Linked DNA regions of Zea mays: all the other regions are linked to region 4. Evidence: chromatin contacts called from public Hi-C data. All regions are on one chromosome and are shown on one strand. The core of a region is the stretch at or near the end of the contact, and the rest is flanking DNA. Distances in the headings are between cores, read along the strand shown. Region 1 holds the start of LOC100501142. Region 2 holds the start of LOC100216931. Region 3 holds the start of LOC103646035 (B3 domain-containing protein Os02g0683500-like). Region 4 holds the start of LOC100284422 (RING zinc finger protein-like). Region 5 holds the start of LOC100194213 (Rho GTPase-activating protein 3).

The links. A called contact is a pair of places that touch in the nucleus more often than the background predicts.
Region 1: a contact with region 4 is called in a Hi-C map of bundle sheath, with 3 times the contacts expected there. The contact joins the promoter of LOC100501142 here to the promoter of LOC100284422 in region 4. A contact is called at or near these places in 9 of 25 Hi-C or Micro-C datasets (bundle sheath, ear, endosperm and 4 more).
Region 2: a Hi-C map of tassel shows a contact between it and region 4, with 2.8 times the contacts expected there. The contact joins the promoter of LOC100216931 here to the promoter of LOC100284422 in region 4. A contact is called at or near these places in 5 of 25 Hi-C or Micro-C datasets (bundle sheath, ear, endosperm and 2 more).
Region 3: a contact with region 4 is called in a Hi-C map of endosperm, with 2.5 times the contacts expected there. The contact joins the promoter of LOC103646035 here to the promoter of LOC100284422 in region 4. A contact is called at or near these places in 3 of 25 Hi-C or Micro-C datasets (bundle sheath, endosperm and leaf).
Region 5: a contact with region 4 is called in a Hi-C map of tassel, with 3 times the contacts expected there. The contact joins the promoter of LOC100194213 here to the promoter of LOC100284422 in region 4. A contact is called at or near these places in 3 of 25 Hi-C or Micro-C datasets (ear, leaf and tassel).

The regions. Positions count from the first base shown.
Region 1 is chr2:15,772,915-15,775,614 of Zm-B73-REFERENCE-NAM-5.0, forward strand. LOC100501142 reads left to right here and starts at 1,348. Exons shown (of 4, transcript NM_001365475.1): 1 at 1,348-1,645; 2 at 1,752-1,999; 3 at 2,453-2,700. The coding sequence starts at 1,418.
Region 2 is chr2:16,510,395-16,513,094 of Zm-B73-REFERENCE-NAM-5.0, forward strand. It overlaps LOC100216931, which reads right to left and starts at 1,331. Exons shown (of 5, transcript NM_001366947.1): 1 at 793-1,331; 2 at 543-697; 3 at 333-399; 4 at 134-185. The coding sequence starts at 1,210.
Region 3 is chr2:15,682,718-15,685,417 of Zm-B73-REFERENCE-NAM-5.0, forward strand. LOC103646035 (B3 domain-containing protein Os02g0683500-like) reads left to right here and starts at 1,391. Exons shown (of 1, transcript NM_001322952.1): 1 at 1,391-2,700. The coding sequence starts at 1,912.
Region 4 is chr2:16,116,306-16,119,005 of Zm-B73-REFERENCE-NAM-5.0, forward strand. It overlaps LOC100284422 (RING zinc finger protein-like), which reads left to right and starts at 1,272. Exons shown (of 1, transcript NM_001157317.2): 1 at 1,272-2,347. The coding sequence starts at 1,423. The coding sequence ends at 2,064.
Region 5 is chr2:16,607,030-16,609,729 of Zm-B73-REFERENCE-NAM-5.0, forward strand. It overlaps LOC100194213 (Rho GTPase-activating protein 3), which reads right to left and starts at 1,404. Exons shown (of 5, transcript NM_001359431.1): 1 at 923-1,404. The coding sequence starts at 1,314.

The DNA of each region.
Region 1 (2,700 bases), core at 98-2,597, 340 kb before region 4:
CGCCGATTCACAGAACCGGAAAAATAAAATGGTTGTTGGCTATCGTCCGGTACTGGCCGCAACCGAGGGGGGGGGGGGACTGGTCTGGTGGCGCGTCCGCCGCGGCACATGCGGCCGTGTCGGCGCCGTGCCTCCGGGACGGCGACGCTGATAACCCGTGGAGCTTGCATGTGTAAACGTCTGGCGTGGCTAGATTTCCATCCTCGTATGCGATGCGATGCGTGGCGGACCTTCGGAGGGGGGCCGGGTCACGACACTGCATGCGTGTCGGACTGATCCTACACCGACGAAGGGCTGGCTAACTGCACGATGACGTTCACGGCACGACGGCGACCGTCGGCACTCGTCACGCCCGGGATGGAGGCTCTCAGTTGCCATTATATATGTCCAACGGGCCGACCAGCCATGGGCACAGCTGGGGCCGACACGAGGTTTATGAGTCCTGCACGGTTAAGTATCGTGCTAGGTTAACCTGGCCTATGGGCTGCCTGACACGGTCTAGATTCGGTACGTTTATTCTTACACGAGGCGTGTCGGATCGGAGGTACGACAGGCTCGTCGTATTGGACTCCGGCCCCTAAACCAATAAAACACTCTAAAGTTCAGGATTTAAAAGCAATAATTAAACTTATTTTAGATTTAATTAATTATATTTATAATTTCAGATATATAATTAGACAATCAATTTTGGATACACATATAAATATATATATCACAATTTAAAATGCTCTCGTATAATAATAGAATCATCAGCTAAAAATAGACTGGTTGTTACAAAACCAGTCAATCAAACAGGTTGTTATCGTATCTACCCTTTAAACGGGCTACGCTCGTGTCTACACCGTGGACCAGACGACTGGTCCAAGCGTGACATGACTATCGGGTCGGATCGGCCCAGCACGCTTCTAGTCGGGTAGAGCCATCCTCGTGTCGGACCACCATCGTGTAGTTGCCATGGGTACTAGGCGCAGCGAGTGCTCTAGCAGACGGAGAACACGGGCGGCGCCGCCAGCGGCAATCAACATAACCTGGTCGGCAGCCGACTGCTGGAAAGCTTGGGTTCTCCAGGCTGCCAGATTATTAACCACGCGGCATTTTTACGAGCTGGGGATGAAGGTGATCACGTGTTGTCCCTGTCGTTTTCGCTCGCGAAAACCACAACTCGGACCTGGCTCCTGTAGTACTACATACAACAGCGAATGGTCACGGCTCCATTACGACACTCCGACAAACCAATGTGGTTTGGTTCGGCCGTTCAGTCAATCTAGTACTCCTATAATATTGCAAAGACGCCTCCCTGGGTGCCTATAAAAGGAGCGGCAAAACGAAGCATGCTATCAGCCAGCACTAAACTACAGCTAACACTGCAGCCCCAAGATCGATCGAGCGTCCACAGCCCCAAGGAACATAGTATAACATGGCCCCAGCCATTTCCAAGCCTCTCCTTACCGATCTCGTTGCACAGATCGGGAAGGTCCCATCGAGCCACATCAGGCCTGTCGGAGACCGCCCGGACCTCGCCAATGTCGACAACGAGTCCGGCGCCGGGATCCCGCTCATCGACCTCAAGAAGCTCAACGGCCCGGAGCGCCGTAAGGTGGTGGAGGCCATCGGCAAGGCCTGCGAATCCGACGGCTTCTTCATGGTACGTAACGGGTCGTACGACGACCTTATGGAACAAACAACCAACCAACCAGCTAGCAGACTGACACTGGTTAGCGCACGTGAATGCGCGCGTGTCGTGTGGACAGGTGACGAACCACGGCATCCCGGCGGCGGTCGTGGAGGGCATGCTGCGCGTGGCGCGGGAGTTCTTCCACCTGCCGGAGTCGGAGCGGCTCAAGTGCTACTCCGACGACCCCAACAAGGCGATCCGGCTGTCCACCAGCTTCAACGTGCGCACGGAGAAGGTCAGCAACTGGCGCGACTTCCTGCGCCTGCATTGCTACCCCCTCCAGAGCTTCGTCGACCAGTGGCCGTCAAACCCGCCGTCCTTCAGGTGACCGTTCCATCCTCCCTCAATCCGTCTCTCAATTTGCTTTCGTCTCTCTCTCTCTCTCTCTCTCTCTGCGTCTCTCTCTGCGGTGAAGCTGACTTTACGGCTCTCTGATTTTTCTCGTCTCCGGTCCTCCGATCGTACCAAATCAACTCGAACGGTTGTTTTGTCAAACTCAGCTTTTTTTTCTTTTCTTTTTTTCCTTTTCAAAAGGAAGGACTTGTCAAACCGAAACTTGAAACGACTTACATGTTCGACGTTGACCATTCCTGAAAAAGCATGAAAAAAAAAGAAAAACGATCGAACGACTGTCACACAGAAAGTCGACCATGCTGGTAACTGTTATTCCGTCGCCGAGAAATACAGCTCAGCTCGAGTGCTCGACGCATGCATGCAGCAGCAAGCAGCATCGCAAATTGACAAGTCGTACGCGTGGTGGCTGCTTTGCTTTGACAGGCAAGTGGTGGGCACCTACGCGACGGAGGCCAGGGCGCTGGCGCTGAGGCTGCTGGAGGCCATATCGGAGAGCCTGGGCCTGGAGCGGAGCCACATGGTGGCGGCCATGGGGAGGCACGCGCAGCACATGGCGGTGAACTACTACCCGCCGTGCCCGCAGCCGGAGCTCACCTACGGGCTGCCGGGCCACAAGGACCCCAATGCCATCACGCTGCTGCTGCAGGACGGCGTCTCCGGCCTCCAGGTGC
Region 2 (2,700 bases), core at 81-2,580, 390 kb after region 4:
TGGATGACAACAGGGGCTGTCAGTCCTCGCCACATACGCATGTAGAACATCTATCGAGTGGCTAGCCACAAATATGCTTGGATGTTCGTGACCCTAGGATCGCTGAACACGAGTGCATATAAGTTTTCAGTACCTGCACACCTTCCCCGATTCAGCATCGAAATAGTATTCCGTGTACCCGGTTGCTGAAACAGCAGGACGACAGTAAACACCGTGTCAGGGCCCGAGCAAAATACGCATAAAACAGCCGGCGAACTGAGGTGAGCAACAACATGAATGGACCAGCAGGGATCAAGCCCTGGTTTGGCTCACTTCAACAAAACTGGAATCACCTGACAGAATAGGCCTCCAGGGGAACGACATGACACAGCTGAAACGCCAGTGCCCGATCGACTTGTCCTGCAACCGGATGCATCGAGCAGCGGCACACACATCAGTCGGTTTTTGTTCATTTGTTTTTACCACCAATGGTTGACACATCTCGGTGTTTCAAATTACAAAGTTATAGACTTCTGTTGCTGGAGAGTGTGGTTCGCACGTACCTCCAGGTCCTCCCATTTAGTGAGCTTCATGTTCGATTTCTCGAGCAGAGACCCAAAATTAGTGCAGTTCCGTTTGAACCGCCGCAGGCCTCTGAACGAGCCCGCCGGGTCGGCGAACTCGCAGTCCTCCTCGTAAGCTCTCAGCGTGAGATTCCCTACGAAACGAGCCGGAACGCACACGGCACGCGTTCCGTTCTCAGATAATTAATCAAGCACGTACCCGTGACAGTTCATTGGAGAAGATTGAGACCTGTGACGAAGTACGACCGCGCGAAGTCCGCCTTAATGGCCTCGGCCACTCCCGCGTGGTCCAGGTCCAGGGCCCCCGCCACCGCCGCCGCTTCGCCCTCTGCGTCACCGCCACCGCCAGCATCCCCCTCCTGAGGCGACGACGGCGCGGGCCGGAGAAGCGACGCGGCGATGCCGAGGAGCTCGGAGCCGTACCAGGCGGCCTTGAGGACGGCGTTCTCCGAGCGGGAGGATGAGGGGGACGTCGCGGTCTCGGCTCCCGCGCCACGGGAACGGGATCCGGCGACGGGTTTCTGCGCATGCGCCCTCAAACGGCTGCTAGAACCCGTCGGTGGCCTACGGAGGACGGCTGCGGCGCTCCTGCCATGACGGCCGGTGGTCAGCGTAGAGCTAGCTGGACCTGCGTGCTGCAAGGCCATGCGATTTTTTCCGTGCTCGCCTCGCCGGTGAGGAACTCAGGATTCAGGAAATCCGCTAGTTTCTCGTTGCCAGTTTGTCTTGATTCTTGAACAGGACTCAGGGACAAGGAGTGACCGGAGCGTGACCATCAAACGTGCGGCTATGATTAACTGGGATGAAAATAAAAAAAAACGTGATACTGGGCCTCTTTAGGAGCCCGTTTACTCAGTTAAGGTCCATGGATATACGGGGAAAAAACTCATGTTGGCCTGTTGGGTCATGAGTGCGATCGAGTCGTAGATGTGTGGGCCCGATCACGATCACGATCACGTGGAAGTACATGGACTGGAACGCAAGTTGGGCTACTTGCTTGGTGAGTCTCCAGCGATGGTCCACAGGTCCAGGTCCAGGTCCACGTACATTAGAGTTTTATTTATTTACACTCCAACTGGACCGACCAAGTGGTACGCAAACAAAGAGAACTGATTCCAAGTTTTAATCTTGATTTATTTATTCAGAAAGAAATGGGGTTGGCGTTCAAAGATTCAACTCAAAGTTTCACGAAGGCACATGCGAGAGAAAGCTGGCATTGTACGTATTTCCCAGTCTCTCGTCAATATTCTCTGTAGAACCATCGGTCGCGTTCCTTTTTTCCATAAACGCATGCGCAATGGTTCCATAACACATGCAGAAATACTGCCGGTCGATTGAACTGTCGTGGAAACAGGACAGACACACACATGGAGCACACGGTAATAATAGCGATTAGCATGCGAGGCCTGAGCTGAGTCTACGAAGAGCAGCTCTACTACAACTAGCACGCTTCTTGTTTGACACTGGTCATCATCACACGTTCATGGGTTTTCCGAACTTGATTGGACGAACCATAGCAACGAACGATACGAAACGCTGTTGCCTCTCTGCCTGCGCAAGAATGTCGTGGAACTGCCAAGCGCTCGTGAATTAGAGCATGTTCGAAACATGAATCCAGCGGGTGGCATCGTATGACCAATGGAATGGCCGCATGGGCAACTAGCTACTCCGGGCCGGGGGACCGATGACCGACAGACCGAGACGACGTCGCTTGCCACCGCCCACCGGCGCCCGAACCGTGATCATTCTTGTCACCTCGCCGCGGTCGCTGTCTCGGCCAGCGTCTTGTGAAACGCCACGTACCCGGCCAGCAGGCTGCATGCAAAAAGGACAGAACAGAATGATCATCTGGACAGAAATTAAGACGGGGCCGGGCTACTGTCAAGGGAAGACTGTTTTGCCAATCCATGATGAATAAGACGCGCGCGTGGGGTTTTTGATATGCAGCAGTGGTGCTTGCAGGCTGGCCCTGGAGTTGAACGCGGCGTCGGATCGAGTCGGAGCCTTGTCACACACACCCATGCATGCACGCATCTGGACACCAGCTTTAATTACCACTGTTCCTCACTTTGCCCTTTCGGCTGTCCTGGAAAAACAACTGCGCACCTAACGGGTTGGTTGATTTGAATCTACAGCC
Region 3 (2,700 bases), core at 141-2,640, 430 kb before region 4:
TGAAACTGTTTAACCAGTAGAACATCACACTAAAATATTTTTAATATTGAATATAAATTGTATATAGGTATATACGTTTTTTTGTAAAATAAAAAAATAATCGTGTCGGGCCGGGCCAGCACTACGGGCTGAGGCTACAGCCCAAGCACGGCACGACGTCCTTGGCTCTTGCAAGCATTAGGTCGTTTCTGAGACCACATTAGCGCAATGGACTACATGGTGTTTGAGGTTGCTGAATTGGATGGAGTAGCAATGATTTGTCACACTAACAGCAAAATGAAAGGTCATTTGTTGGTTTTAAACGTTAGTAATTGCTACGAAGTAGCATAATTTATATGGAGCACATCCAATTTTTATTGATGCCTGACTTTAGCAATCACTCCATATTTTGATCTATCTTTTTTATAAGTTTGACTTCATGAGACTTATTTTAGAAACTTGATCTCACAAACTTTCTCTTATTTGGTCTATGTATGATGGAATTATGTCATTTTATAATATCTGTTTATTCAGTCAACCGTTGTGAACTATCTTATAATCGCTCACTTCATTGGCCGTGTTGTACCAAGACATATTTGTATGGAGTAAATAATAACATCAGTTAGTCAAATAAAAAATATATTATATAAAGAGAGGAGACAATCAATAAAAAATCTTGAATTTTTTTGATAGATAGTATACGTGGGTATTGTTGTAAGCCGTCGCAACGCACGGACAACCGACTAGTGTTATTCAATAGACCGGCCGGAAAACACAATACTGAAAGAAGGCAAAGCATGCAGTAGGACCATGCAATACGCTGCTTGAAGCTAAGGACATGTTTAAAAGTCTCCGGTTTTTAAGAAACTAGTTTATAAAAATAGAAGTGATTCTAAACATATCGATTTCTTAGAAACTAGATTCTCAGTTTCTTAAAAACCAAGAATCTAGCTCCTCTAACTAAAACTAGTTTATAGAAGTTTCTTAAAAACCAAGAATCTAGCTTCTCTAACTAAAACTAGTTTATAGAAATTGAGATGGTTCCAAACACTATTAACTATTGTTTTTTCATAACCCAGTTTCAAAAACACTAGAAATCGAAAGTGCATTCTTAAAAACTAGGTTGTTTGTAAACATGGTCCTACAACTCAGCAGTAACTCTCAGAATAGAAATGCATAATGCAATGCACCATTATATTCCTACTAGGAATAGGAATACGATCGGTAGGGTGCGCCCGGCCACCTTCGAGGAATCTTCTAGGGCAGTCAGTGCCCCCCCTCCGTGTGTGTCTCCCTCCCCTCGCCAGCTCGCATCCCCGCCCTGTGGGCAGTGGCCAGTGGGCTGGGCTGGAATGGAACTCCCTCCTCCCGGCCCTTGTGGGCGCGCAGCAAGCGGCTAGCAGCTTTCCCACAGCTCGCTTTACCCCTCCCAACAAGCGCCACCAATCGCTGGAGACTGGAGAGAGAGAAGAACCAGCCACACAACTCTAATTACCACGCACTCTCTCTCTCTCTCCGTCCTATCGATCCCGGCCTCCCTCCCCCAGCCCCAGCGGATCGGAGCCCCCGGCTGGCTTCCTACCCTGCCCCCTCTTCCTCCGACGCGCGGGCGGAGGAGTTCGATCCGAGCGCGAGAGGGAAGGAGAGAGAAACTAAAGAAAGAGAGGGGCAGAGAGCAGACAGATAGGAGTGGTAGATATAGATAGGCTGGGGCTGGCCTCATCGCGGATAGATCCCCCTCCTCCTCCTCCTCACTCTCCCCAGCGAGCAAGCAACCAAGCAGCCAGCTAGTCAGTCTCCGCCAAGCAGGGACCGCGTCGCATCAAAGCCGCTGCCCGCAACAGGGACAAGGCAGGCCAGCGCGCGCTCGAAAGGGGAGGCGTCGTTCTACACGAAGACGAGGAGGAGGAGCCCTGCAGGGCGTAGCTAGCTATGGAGTTCGCGAGCTCTTCGAGTAGGTTTTCCAGGGAGGAGGACGAGGAGGAAGAGCAGGAGGAAGAGGAGGAGGAGGAGGAGGCGTCTCCGCGCGAGATCCCCTTCATGACAGCGGCAGCGACGGCCGACACCGGAGCCGCCGCCTCCTCGTCCTCGCCTTCCGCGGCGGCCTCATCGGGTCCTGCTGCTGCCCCCCGCTCGAGCGACGGCGCCGGGGCGTCCGGGAGCGGCGGCGGCGGGAGCGACGACGTGCAGGTGATCGAGAAGGAGCACATGTTCGACAAGGTGGTGACGCCCAGCGACGTGGGGAAGCTCAACCGGCTGGTGATCCCGAAGCAGCACGCGGAGAAGTACTTCCCGCTGGACGCGGCGGCCAACGAGAAGGGCCAGCTGCTCAGCTTCGAGGACCGCGCCGGTAAGCTCTGGCGCTTCCGCTACTCCTACTGGAACAGCAGCCAGAGCTACGTCATGACCAAGGGCTGGAGCCGCTTCGTCAAGGAGAAGCGCCTCGACGCCGGCGACACCGTCTCCTTCTGCCGCGGCGCCGGCGACACCGCGCGGGACCGCCTCTTCATCGACTGGAAGCGCCGCGCCGACTCCCGCGACCCGCACCGCATGCCGCGCCTCCCGCTCCCCATGGCGCCCGTCGCGTCGCCCTACGGCCCCTGGGGCGGCGGCGGCGGCGGCGGCGCGGGCGGTTTCTTCATGCCGCCCGCGCCGCCCGCCACACTCTACGAGCACCACCGCTTCCGCCAGGCCCTCGACTTCCGCAACATCAACGCCGCG
Region 4 (2,700 bases), core at 22-2,521:
CAGATATATAGTGACGTGGTGACTCTGCCTTTTTCTACTCCTACTAACTTTGGCTTTCCAAGAGATGTCCGGGGTGACATGAGCCGCAACAAATTCCACACCAGCAACGTAAAGCAGAAACCAACGCGTGCCGTCCTCTTTTGACTTGGCGGGCCTATATAAACTAGAGACCCGCACGTACACAGAAAGATCGGGCATGATGCAAGCCCAAGCGCGCTGAGAGAAACGGGCGTCGTAAAATATCAGGCAAAAGCAACCTAAAAAAAAGAAGCGGTGCGTGAACCCACGGCGCCATGCGATGCATGATGAGCATTGAGCAGACGGCAGGGGCGGCCAGCATGCGAGCGAGACTTCCCCCCGGGGGGCCAGAACGAGACAAAGCACTCGACCGAGTCACCCGGCAACTTGCGTTTGCGTCCTTTCCCCCATCCCTTTCGTCTCGTGGTCGAGAAGCAAAAGGATCCAAGAACCTTCGTGCAACCATCCCTTTCTTTTATTTTTCTTTTTCACCGCGCGCTAGCCATCTCCCTGTCCTTGGTACAGGGACGGGAGCTTTTAATGTGCGTTGCGAGAGGTGCAACAAGAGATAGATGGTGGTTATTTTATCCACCTGCAGGCTGCAGCACGCTCGATCCTTTGCCGTCAGTTCTCGTCCTACGTGTCCAAAAGAAAGGAGAAAGAGATCTCCCCCGTCCACGGACACGGAGGAAGCCTTAAAACTTTTGAATAGCTGGAGCTCACTCCACGCACGCAAATGGACATGGCGTCCCTGACGCGTAGACTGCTGAGAAGTTTTGACCCCTTCCGGCCGGCCTGGTAGCAATGGCGGGCTGTTACTGGTAGTATCTACAGCCTGCAGGTAGTACGTGTGTGGACAGTGGGACCGTGGTCCGTGTGGGAGGTGGAGAGATGCACGCACCGCACGCACAGGTGCTTCGTCTGCCTTTAGCGAACCGTGCATTGCACCGATCCGGCAGCGGCAGGGCAGTAGTGTGCGGGTGGGTACGGCGGGGGCGAGCGGACCACCGAGTGGCCAATACGAAATTCCTATTCCCTCCCTGCCTGCGTTGAGGAGGGGAGCGATGGAATCCGGGTCCGGGGTGGGTCTGTCGCTCGGGCGCTGGGCTCACACGAGGGAGGCACGGCACGGCACGGGGGCAGTGGGGGGCACCGGCCAGCCCACCAGTACCGAATGCACGATATGCGGCCCCGCATCGCCCATCCCTCCTCCTCGCGCTTTATATAGCCACCACCGCGCCCGCTTCGCCTCTCCCGTCCACGCATCGCCACCGCGCCATATCGGCATATCCGCAAGAAGCACCCGGCACATCGCGTCGCCCCCACCTTCCCCCTCCCACCACCGCAAGCCCGGACACGCCCAGGGCGCAAATCCGGACAAGCGCTGCCCCGGTCGCGGCAGGCATGGGTTTCCCGGTGGGCTACTCGGAGCTGGTGCTCCCGAAGCAGCTGCTCCACCTCCTGCTGCTGCTGGGGTACATCCGCCGCTTCCTCCTCTGGGCGTTCGACGCCGTGGGGCTCGGCGACCTGCTGGATCTCGGGGACGACCACCAGGCGCTGCTGCAGGACCACCAGCAGCAGCAGCACGGCGCCGCCGCGCAGGGGCGGGACCTGCCGCAGCAGGCGGCGATGCTGCAGCACCGGCGCCCGGAGTTCCGGGCGGTGCCGGCGATGGTCATCGAGGAGGTCCTCCCCGTGGTGCGGTTCGACGAGCTGGAGCTGGAGCCGGAGCCCGGAGACTGCGCGGTGTGCCTGAGCGGCATCGGCGGCCGCGACGAGGTGCGGCGGCTCAGCAACTGCCGCCACGTCTTCCACCGGGCCTGCCTCGACCGCTGGATGGAGCACGACCAGCGCACGTGCCCGCTCTGCCGCGCGCCGCTCATCCCCGACGAGATGGCCGGCGCGCTCTGGGCCGCCGCCGCCGGCGTCCCCGACGCCTCCGACTTCGACTTCTCCTACCTCGGCGCGCCGCTGGCGCCCGTGCCCTCCCCGACGCTGCTGCGGCCGCACGAGCTGCTGCTCACCGGCCTGGGCGGCTACCAGTGAGAGCTCACCACCGCCCGCCACTTCCCCCGTGGGGAATGCGCGTCTGCCTGGATCCATCGACGCTTGCTTGCTTGCTTCCGTTCCGTGGGAGGGACGGGGACGGACAGCAGCCGAGGCAGAGAAGAAACCCAAGGCTCTCGAATTGTACATAGGCAAAATGAGTAAAGCGGCCACCCCCCCAAAAAAAGGCTAGGAGATTAGATCCCTCTTGTGCATAGGTAGATTCCGTCTTCCAAGTTTGTGGAGTTGTGAATCTTTGCGCGGATTAAATTTTTGTCGATGAGCTAGGCGTGTCGATGCATGATTTGGGCCCGCTTTTTGTCCTGCCAGTGCCACTGCCAGCCATGCTTTCTGGCTGCTCGCTCAGGTCAGTCAGGTCACCCAGGGCAGCTGCTCGGGTTCGGTACATCCGTGGACCGGTGGACGGCTCCGTTCCTCTGCACGGTTTCCGTCTCGCAAGGACACACCCAACCCAAGCACGCGAACTTTTTCCAACCTGTGCAGTGTGCCACAAAATATTTCTGCTGCTTCAACGGGAAAGCGCCAAGGCTCCAGATGTTCCGTGGATCCGGTGGTGCGGCCACCCATTGCTGTAACAGCTGTCCACACACAGGAGAATTTCGGGCCAACCTGGTG
Region 5 (2,700 bases), core at 154-2,653, 490 kb after region 4:
CATATACTTTCAGACCACCATAACAGCTAAAGACTGCATCAGCAACCACTACTAGCAAAGAGATAGAATGTAAAAGCAAACACAAGAAGGAAACTGTCTATATAGGTAAGAAGATCCTGATCTTATTCCAACAACCTAAAAGTACCGTGCGAACCCATTTGGTAAATGGAAAAAGACAAAAACAACAGAGACCATATTTGATCCAAGTACAAATGAACATACCCCAAAATAAAAGATAGGTTAGAAGATTCTGTAGCCCATGTTGCCAACCACCTCAAACAGCCTTGTTGTTTCAAGCTCAAGCACATGGGCAAATCAAGTTTGGCGACAAAATTCATTTGGGCTGAATATACCATTAGCCATGTAAGAATATCCTATATAATTTTTTTGATAAGCACGCATTTATCTTCAGAACTATATGCCCTCAGAATAGATATTCAGAATCTCTTCTATGCCAGGTGCAGAAAGTAAACAATCCAAGATAACTAAATTCCCATCTGTACTTCCTGATACAGAAAGCAACAACTCGTAGTACTTTAAAAGTACTGCCTCTCGTCTCTCTCTCTCCACGAGATCAACTTGTCCAGTTACTACTAATTAATTCGGAACCCTCAGCTAACCACCTTGTTACAGAACTGTATCATTGCTAAACACAGAGAAAAACAAAAATACAGCTCACTTTCGTCAGCTTGCTTAGGAGCGTCCGCTGAAAACAGTGTGCGCCTAAACTTGTAGAACTGAATTTAGGAACACGCCCATTTTTTCGCGTAGCGTCTTTGTGGACAACGGGCACTTCATCAGAAAGCTACAGTTCCGTCACGGAAGCAGTCGGGAAAAACTAAGGCACACAAAGTTACAGCTGAAGCGAAAATCGAAGCGTAATCACCCGCACGGCAGCGGCAGCGGCGACTGGCGAGCTCACCTGGCACTCGGCGTGCGCCGCGGCACTTCGGGTTCGAGGTCCGCGGGGAGGCCGAGGAAGCCACCAAAGCGGTCGAAGGTGACGTGCGAGACGTGGTGCACGTCCGTGGGCCGCCCGATCTCGATCCCGCCCTCCTCCTCGTCGTCGTCGTCGTCGATATCCACGGCGCCAGCGCTGCACATCACCAGCGACCTCCGCAGCGCGCCCACGACGGCGCTCACCAGCCCTCCCCCTCCCCTCCCTGGCCGGAGCATCATCGGCGGCGAGGCCGTCCCCTCGCTCGCCATCTCGTCATACTCCTCCTCGTTGTCGTCGTCGTCGTCCTCCTCCTCGTCGTCGTCGGAGCGCGCGGGAGAGATCTGGAGCCCGAAACGCATCTGGAACGGCGCCATGGCGCGCCGCGGCGGCTGGTTCCGTTGCGCGCTTGCTGAGTCGCTCGCTCAGCTCGGGAGGCGGGGGCGGGGCGGGGCGGGGCTGTGGCGGTGGCGGCCCAGGTAGTTTTTCCTCGCGAGGTCGCCTTTGCTAGCCTCGCGGCTTTTATACCCGGCTTCAAACGAGGTCCTCACTAATCCCCCTGCTTTACCCCCATCAGCTTACGAGTACCTGCCTGGTTGATTGATGATTAATCCCACGGTGTTACCGCTGCCCTCGCGGCCTCGCTGATTTTGAAACGCGCGGGGGAAAAGCGGTCGGAGTGGTTGGGTTGTGGCGGGATTATTAAAAACCCTGGGCGTTGGTTAGTGGAGCGGAGTGGAGTGGGGTGGGCCGGTGGGGAGCAGCGGGTGTGGGCTGGTTGCCTGGCTCTGGTTCTGGCTCATTGGCTCTGGCCGTGCCCGATCCGTCTGCGGGTGGGTGCGCGTGCGTGGCTGGTGGTGCCTGCGTCTGCGCGAGCGAGGCGACGAGAGATCTTTACAGGCTGGGTTAGGCGGACGCCAGGGCCACTTGTGGTTATTACAGCCAGAGTCCAGGTCCATGCCCGCACGACTGCGGGTGCGCGTGCGGGTGGAGCCGCGCCGCGATGCAATGCAGCGGCCGCCTCGCTGCGCGGGTCAGGAGACTCAGGACCCAGGACCCATGAATGGTGTGTGGCATACGCGCGCGCCGGTTTGGTACGCGGGCACCGTGGTACGGCGCAGTTGCCGAGGGTAAATGCGGCGGTCGGGTCGGGTCGGGTCCGGTCGAGGGCTCGGGACCCGGGAGCGTGCCGTGGCCGCGGCCGCGGGTACGGGATCGGGATCGGCGTGTTTATTGTACCCAGCTGATTCTTTCGCGTCCGATCGGGGGAACGACGGAAGGGAAGGGATCACATGCTTTGCCCCCGTGGCAGGCAGGGGGAAAAAAAGGGGCCTCCTCCGTGCCGGCGGGGACACCGGCCGTCCGGGCGCTTCCGTAGATCAGCTACCGCCTACCACCGCCATGTCGCGCCGGCTGCGATCGACGCCTGGCGAGCGCACCAAGTACTGCCAGTACGCGCGTAGTTATTCCCACACAGTGAGCCAGTGGCAGCACAGTGCGCAGCGCGTACTGTGTGATGGGTCGTTTCCGGTGCTGCTCGCCGTACGCCAGCCATGCATGCGCCCCCAGCCCAACCGTAGGACGGGGAGATCGGCGGCGAGTCGTCGAGACACATGCCACGCCACAGCTAGGAGGGACATGGCGATAGGCGCGCGTAGTACATCTATCTATTTCATTGGTGATTACGTGTGCGTGTGTGTGGTGTGGGGTGAGTAATTGTGTGTGTGTGTGTTGCTTTGTGTAAAAGGCAAATCTCAGGACCA